2 separate regions of the Mus musculus genome follow, and region 2 is linked to region 1. A link is a contact called in public promoter capture Hi-C data. All regions are on one chromosome and are shown on one strand. The core of a region is the stretch at or near the end of the contact, and the rest is flanking DNA. Distances in the headings are between cores, read along the strand shown.

Evidence for each region. Promoter capture Hi-C pulls out the DNA fragments that hold promoters and counts their contacts.
Region 2: a promoter capture Hi-C map of hippocampal neurons shows a contact between it and region 1, with 5 times the contacts expected there. The contact joins the promoter of Chic2 here to the promoter of 1700019F05Rik in region 1. A contact is called at or near these places in 1 of 39 promoter capture datasets (hippocampal neurons) and 3 of 115 datasets of contacts at active chromatin or transcription factors (embryonic stem cells, pancreatic cancer cells and stem cell-derived neural progenitor cells).

Annotation. Positions count from the first base shown.
Region 1 is chr5:73,911,023-73,915,098 of GRCm38.p6, forward strand. 1700019F05Rik (RIKEN cDNA 1700019F05 gene) reads left to right here and starts at 1,867. Exons shown (of 2, transcript NR_166206.1): 1 at 1,867-1,955.
Region 2 is chr5:75,042,079-75,046,036 of GRCm38.p6, forward strand. Chic2 (cysteine-rich hydrophobic domain 2) reads right to left here and starts at 2,563. Exons shown (of 6, transcript NM_028850.5): 1 at 2,102-2,563. The coding sequence starts at 2,220.

The DNA.
Region 1 (4,076 bases), core at 617-3,116:
TGCTGGCCAGCCTGTCTCATTGAAGCAGAAAGCCCCAGGTTCAGTGAGAGGCCCTGTCTCAAAAACTAAGTTGGAGAGAGCTAGAGAGATGGCTCACTGGTTGAGAGAACTGGTTACTTTTGCAAAAGACCCAGGTTTAGTTCCTAGCACCTACGTGGAGACTCATAGTTGTCTGTAACTCCAATTCCAGGGGATCCAATTCCTTTTTCTGACTTCTGCAAGTTGTACACACACACATGGTACACAGACATACAATAGCATTACAGATAAAATAAGTCTTTTAAAAAATCTGACATTGACTTCTGGTCTACAACACACACACACACACACAAATATAAATATATAGTGATCAGTTTTCAGCAATCATCAAAACAGAATTTATGTTAATTTATTCCAACAACTCACTGTTGACTGAACCTAGTTCTTCTCATTATCTCAGTGAAATGAGTAGGTCTGACCTACCTCCACAGGCATTGAGCAGGACATACTTATGTTAACTCTGTCATGGCAAGAGCTTTCCTTACCTCTGAGCCTGACAACTCAAACCAAGAACCCAGTCTAAGAGGCAGAATGCTCACAACACTTCCTGGTCCCAGGGCTCTGCTTTGATCATGTTGATACTGGCTTTTGCTCATGGAATTCAGTGGTCAATTCAATGTCTGTCTTAATTAGGGTTTCATTTCTGTGAAGAGACACCATGACAACAAAAACTCTTATAAATGAAAACACATTTAATTGGGGCTGGCTTACAGTTTCAGTTGTTTAGTCCATTATCATCATGGCAGGAAGCCTGGCAGTGTGCAGACAGACATGGTGCTGGAGGAGCTGATAGTTCTACATCTTAATCAGAAGGCAGCAGGAGATGACTGTGTATGGCATGGGTGCAGCTTGAGCATAAGAAACCTCAATGCCCAGTTTATAGTGACTCACTTCTTCCAACAAGGCCACACCTCCCATTAGATCCACTCCCCATAGCCAATCATGCAAACACGTAAGTCTATGGGTGCTGTTCCTATTCAAACCACCACAGTGGCTAAGCTTTAAAGGGTGCTCCGTACTCTCAATCAGCATGAAAAAAGCAAGCAGTGTTTGTCTTCCACATCTTCCCAACATCTTAGCCTACAGAAAGCCCTTTATGTGAAGAGGGGACTGATGATTGTGGTTTCTATGGAGATCAAGTATACTTGACAAGCAGGTGACTACATCTTTGAGTCAAAGGCACTGTTTTCTCATCTGCAATATGACCTGGAGGACATGGCCCTGAAGATCTAGATCCCATCCTAGATTAGTCACCCTCCAATCTGTAGGAGCCATATCATGGCTGCCAGCACCAAATGCCACCATCTGTTACATAGAGGGACAAAGCCAGCAGCTCCTAATCTGTGTTTGCTTTTAACAATAAAATGTAACTCAGTGTGATGGTTTGTATATGCTGGACCCAGGGAGTGGCACTATTAGAGGGTGTGGCCTTTTTGAAGTCGGTGTGTCACTGTGGGTGTGGGCTTTATGACCCTCATTCTAGCTGCCTAGAAGTTACTCTTTCATTAGCAGCCTTCAGATGAAGATGTAGAACTCTCAGCTCTGCCTGCACCATGCCTGCCTGAATGCTGCCGTGCTCCTGCCTTGATGATAACAGACTGAACCTCTGAACCTGTAATCCAGACTCAATTAAACCTTGTCCTTTATAAGACTTGCCTTGTGTCTTGGTCATGGTGTCTGTTCACAACAGTGAAACCCTAACTAAGGCACTCAAGTAGGTTATGCAGTGACAGAGTCCCTCCCCCTCACCTAGGTGTTGATTCTAACAAACTGACTGATGCAGTTCTGGAAGCTGACAAGTCTCAACATTCCAACATCTGTTGTCAGCAAGCTGTAGACCTTAGAGAACTAACTGCATTTCCAATGCGAAGACCAAAGTCCCAAGAGCAGCATGAAGTTTTCATTCAATTCTGAAGGTGGCCAGGCAAGAGTGCCCTCTCTGTGTGTGTTTGACTGTGTTGGGGTGGAGGTGGGGCACGGGGGGCGGGGGAGGGAGCTCAGCCTTTTTCTTCTAGGTCTTTAATGAATTAGAGGAAAACCACCCACGTGGTGGATAGCAATCTGCTTAATTCATCTTATCAAACCAAATGGTCATTGCAACCAAACTATGCTACAGACAAATCCAAAATAATGCGTGACCAAGTAATTGCACACCCAGGGGCCAAGAGGTTGACATACAAGATTAATCATCACAGCCAGGGACGCTGAATTCAAGCAGTATCTTAGAGACAAGCCACATATGTAACGCAAATGAGAGAGAACTGTGCCAGCTGGAGTTGTGCTGGCTGACCATTACGAGATCTCCTTCCCAGACCAATGGGCATTCCAGAGACAGATGCAAAGTGACAGCAGGCCAGCCCCAGGCCCAAGGGAGCATGGCTGTCTAAACCATGCCCAGAAAGGGCGTGGTGGAGGCTCACTGCTCTCTCTGTCTTCGTACCCAAACTCTTGTCTCCTGGTGCCATTGTTATTTTTAGCATAAAGCCATTCTGAATATGCACCCTAGTAAGTGTATAGAGCCAAGTTCTGACCAAAGGCTTTAGAATAAATAAAGAGATAAATGCAATTCTAGACCCTGCCCTTATACTAAAAGGTACACATGCCTACATCTTGCTCAAGCACCCTACAATACAGACAAAAAGATGCATCATCTCAGGCCAGGTGCATGATGACATCATCGTATGGTTGGCAGGGCAAAAAAGAGAGATCCTAGGCTCTCAGTAATCTTGCAGAATATAGCTGTTATATTATTACAAACTTTTATGTGAGAGAAAAATCTAATCTCTCATCTATTGTTGACTGTGACATCTATGCATTTCATATATTGTTAACTTTGTGTCTGTTATATGGAGCTATAACCTAACAGAAAAGACATTCATCAGAATTTCTATGTGGGAGAATAATGGGCTAGTCAAACGGAGTGGCAAACACCTGTTAACACGTCACCATTACTCAACATTCAGTGTGACTATTCACTGCCCACACCATCTCCACTAAACATTTTCTTGAACCATATGTGTCTCTCTTGATCAATTGACAATTTAGTATTTTTAATAACTTTTTAAAAATTAACATTGTTCTTCATTCAGTATTAGTTCCTTCAAGACACAGGCCATTTCTGAGTTTCCCATTGTATTTGTCAGTTTAAGATGCTGATCGCTCTAAAAGACAAGATCTGACAATTTGGAGAACTCAAGCCACAAGCCCATCATCATCATCATCATCATCGGCTCCCCTCCCCCACATGCCCCGCCCCCTCTTCTTCCCTTTCCCTCTCTCCAGCAGAGTTAAGAAGCCACCATGTGATCTGACCTTCCAGCTCTCCCCCCTCAAACTGTGAGAGAAACATATGGCTCAACTCAATACCTTGCTCCTTGGCTTGTAAGCTATGTTGGATTAAGTCACATAATATAAAACTTCCCACCAGTCCCTGAAAACTTCTGAAAGTCAGATATCGCCTTTGCTCTGGGGTTTCTTCTGGAACCTTGTCCCCACAGTGCTGCCATGGAGCTCCTCTCAGGCTCTCTCTCTCTCTCTCTCTCTCTCTCTCTCTCTCTCTCTCTCTCTCTCTCTGTGTGTGTGTGTGTGTGTGTGTGTGTGTGTGTGTGTGTGTGTGTGTGTGTCTGTGTGTCTGTTTGTCTCAGCCATCTTTCTAGGTGAATTTATTTTCTTTTATTTTTTTTTTGTTTTTTATATAAAAAACTTTACTTAAATATTTTACATACACTGTATTTTGGTCCTATTTCCCCCAACTCCCTCAGACCTTTCTTACCTCCCCACCCACCCAACTTCATGTTCTCCCTCTCAAATAAAAATATGAAACAAAAGTCAAAACAAATAAACTAACAAAAATGAGAAAGATAAATGAAATATCAAAACAAAAGTGCATTAGAACAAACAAACATACAAAACCAAAAAGCATGGATGGGCCTGGAGCCTGCTCTGGAGTGTGGCTGATATACCTGGTGTTATTCTGTTGGAGAAATTTGATTTTCCTTTTGCCAGTGGGCATCGACTGCAAACAGCTTCTCGGTTAG
Region 2 (3,958 bases), core at 1,313-3,812, 1.1 Mb after region 1:
ACAAGAGCTCCACTCATATGTGGCCACTGGCCTGGAAAAAGAGGGCTGGAACACCAGCGGATGCTCCCCACATGATCTTAATGGGCAGATAAACTAGACTAAATGACTGTTAGTCCTGCAAATGGAAGTACTTTATTTCTAATGCTTATAATAATAAAGGCTAGTAGTTCCTGAGCACAAGCCAGGTGATTCTGAAAGACAAGATGAAAAGACCACTAATAATTACTTCACACACTTGTTAACCACTCCAAATAGTCAACTACAATCCAACTTTCTATCTGAGCACTTTGACTATTCTATTTCCCAACAACATGTTTAGCTTTTCTTCTTCTTGAACAGAAGAGACATGACAACTGCACTTGAACCTTATTTGGTTACTCTGAACCCAGGACAAGCACTCTAACACTGAGCTACATCTCCAGCCCTAGCTGAACCTCTGCAAATAAATTTCTGCCAGCTTTGATTTGACAGGAGGAGTTTAAGGATGACCACAGACAACATGAAAAAGTTCAGAAATCCTTTATGTAGCCCTGAAGACCAGGGGAGTCTGCAACTCACAGATCCACCTGCCTCTGCCTCCTGAGTACTGGGACTATCACTGTGTCGGTTTTTTGTTTGTTTGTAATTGCTTTTAAAAGCACCCATAGTCCTTAAGTTCAAAAGAAAAAGAAAAAAGTCCTAAGAGTTAAACTAAAAATTAAATAGCAGGTTATAACACTAAAAGCATTATGATATACATTTAAACTGTATTATTCATAATTAGCTATATTCCTTAATTAAGTTTGTGTTGACAGTTAAAACAGAGCAGTTATTATGGTGCGAAGTCCCATCTCCTTATCCAGGTACTGAAACAATGCTTATGCAGTGTTTTTACCCTGTTAAATCACCTAAATGCACACGTTAACAGGTGCGAAGACACCAAGGTGTTACATAAGCACACCCCAACAACAACAACAAGGCTAGTCAGGATGACTACACAAGGGCCGATCTTCTGAGGAGCCTCACTGTTTGACCGCCTTGCCCACAGCACGCCCCACTCACCCTACACCAAAAAACAATGACAAGCGCTCCAGACAGCTTCAGGCTCGCTGCCTTTTTCTATCAGTGATAAAGTGATATGCAAGTACAGGAAGTTTGAGCGATGACTTTTCAACTGGAGATAGCAGCTGCAAAGGAGTATCAATACCCTAAGTTGTACAAACTCCGGATTTTATCAGGGAAATGTTACAAAACTTCCTTCTTCCGGACAACTCATTATTTGCCCCAAGTCTACATTCCTTTATTAGTCACGACCTTTCAGAATGCTTTCATCCCTTATTGTTTGAATAATATTGGGACTTTTGATGTTGCTAATAAACCTTACAGGGGCCCTTATCAAAGAAGCCAACCTAGGTCCGTGTCCCAAAACAGACCGGATTACAGGAAACTCGGTACTTGTAATTCCTTGTAAACAGATGTATCCTCCTCTTTTTTTCCGTCCACCTGTATACTTCTATCATACATAATTGACAGCAACTCGAATCAGTTTTGCAGAAATTTACTCTTGAGGAACTGGGAAGCCCCTACGTGTTATGTGTGATAGACACACGACAGTGAATCTCATTTACCAACTGCCACTGGGATCTTAACACCTCAGATCTGACCTCTGAGCCATATGTCAATAGGCTGTAAGTCAGGCAGAGTCCCAAAGAATAACGGGGGTGTGGGGGGTGTTACAAAGATGGATCCCACAAGATGTGTGTGTGTGTGTGTGTGTGTGTGTGTGAGTGTGTGCACCTCTAGCCTGTACCGATGGCCCATCAGGCAGACCCTAAAGAGCCATCTTCCCGGCTGGGACCCCACACATCCCCGCGGGCCACGGGGCCTGCTCCGGGGCTGTGGGAGGGAGGGGAGGCAGTGTCTGTCCCCACTTGGGAGTCCTAAACAAATGGAAGCAGAGCAAGTTCTCACTTCCTGATCGCCGGAGCTTCCCCCAAGGCCCCCGTCCCGCGCCAGTCACCGGGGACGGGGGTTTAAGAAAAGGAGGACCCCCAGGGGTCCCAGGGCCCACCCCGCCCGCGCCTCGCCACCCGTCCTCGTCCTAGCCCTCGCAGGGCCTTACACGGTGACGTGACCGGAGCCGCGGACCACCACCGGGTCGGGCGAGTACTTGAGCAGCTGCTCCTCCAGGGCCCGCTCCTCGTCCTCCTCCTCCTCGTAGATTTCATCGAAATCCGCCATCCCGAGCCGGCGAGCCCCCCGCCCGGGGCCCTGGCTCTGGGGCGGCCGCGGGGAACGGCTGGTGAGGCGGCGGGCGCGGAGGCCGCGGAGCTGGCGCTCGGCAGTGTGGGCTCCGGCTACTGAGGAGACCTGGTCCCGGCCGCCGCCGTTGCCGCCGCCACCGCCGCCATTACCGTGGGCAGGAACAACAACACAATGTCAACATCCGCCGGGGCCGCCACCCCCGCCAGCGCCGCCGCCCGCGCCAGCGCCGCCGCCGTCGCCGCCGCAACTCCGGCAACCACAGCAACAGCCCGAGCCACCCGCAGCAGGAGCAGCCGGCTACCGCATCGCGAGACTTCCCGGGAGCGCGGGCGGGCGCGGGCGTGGGCGCGGGCGCGCGGGTGGGCGGGCGGGCGCGTTCACGCGGACGGTCTCGCGCGCTCCCGGGACGCCGGCCTCTTCCTCCGCTTCCACCCGGCGCGGCCCCGCCCTCCGGCTCCAGGGTCAGCGACCCGGAAGGCGGCGTCTGTGAGGATCGGGGGCGCTGACCCCGACTCGACTCCTAGAGCCAGGCTGGAGTAATCTGTAGCCCAAACAACGACAGCGGGCGAAGCCCCTGGCCGGACCAGAGAATCTGACTGCCGGTTTAATAAAACGTTTTTAGTCCACGATGCGAAGCAGAGTTGGTTGACTTTGCCAACTTGAGATTAACAAAGCAGTGCATTCTCTTTTTTTTTGTTGTTGTTGTTTGGTTTGGTTTGGTTTGGTTTGGTTTGGTTTGGTTTGGTTTGGTTTGGTTTGGTTTGGTTTGGTTTGGTTTGGTTTGGTTTGGTTTGGTTTTTCGAGACAGGGTTTCTCTGTGTAGCCCTGGCTGTCCTGGAACTCATTCTGTAGACCAGGCTGGCCTCGAATTCAGAAATCCCCCTGCCTCTGCCTCCCAAGTGTTGGGATTAAAGGCGTGCACCACCACTGCCCGGCAAACAGTGCTTTCCTGTCTACTGTCCTACCTGATTTTCCAAAATATCTCCAAAGCCAAATATTCTGTCCTTTTAGCCCAGGTTGTTTGTTTGTTTGTTTGTTTGTTAACAAGAAATCTCACCATCAATACTACCTAACAAAGTTGACAAGTTCTCTGTGTTCCAATTAAGAAGTTGCAGTTGTATGCTTCGTCTCTCTAGTGAAAAATGTTTTCTCCACAAGAGGGGATGGGGGAAGGGAGGAACAGTGGACTCATGGATCACCTTGGACCTGGTTTCACAATCAAGAGTCTGCCAAGCATCCAAACAACATAGGAACAGAACTGGACTCCTACGGCAAACTGGACCATGGGGTAACAAGAGTTCCTCATTGGTCTGGAAAGGAAAGAGGAGTTGTACTGGACCCAGTGTCCACAAACAGTTCTCTACGCAGTGTTCGCATCCTTCAAGTTCGTTTACGGGTCTTTGTCCAAGCAGAAAACGTACAAAGGTTAACATGAGAGTGGAAAATGCTGGACAACTTAATCCTGGAAAGATCTGGGGAAAAAAAAAAGGGCAGTGAGCTAGGCAGGGAAAAATAGTCGATGCGTCAGACTTATGCTTTCCCAGATTTATTCATTCAATAAACACTGAACCTACTGTGTGGTCAGCTGTGTGTGTGTGTGTGTGTGTGTGTGTGTGTGTGTGTGTGTCTGTGCGCGTGCACGCGCGACTATGTATGTTACAGTCTCTGGCAGTAACTTTTCTGTCATTAAGGCAAGCAACCATAATTCTCTAGG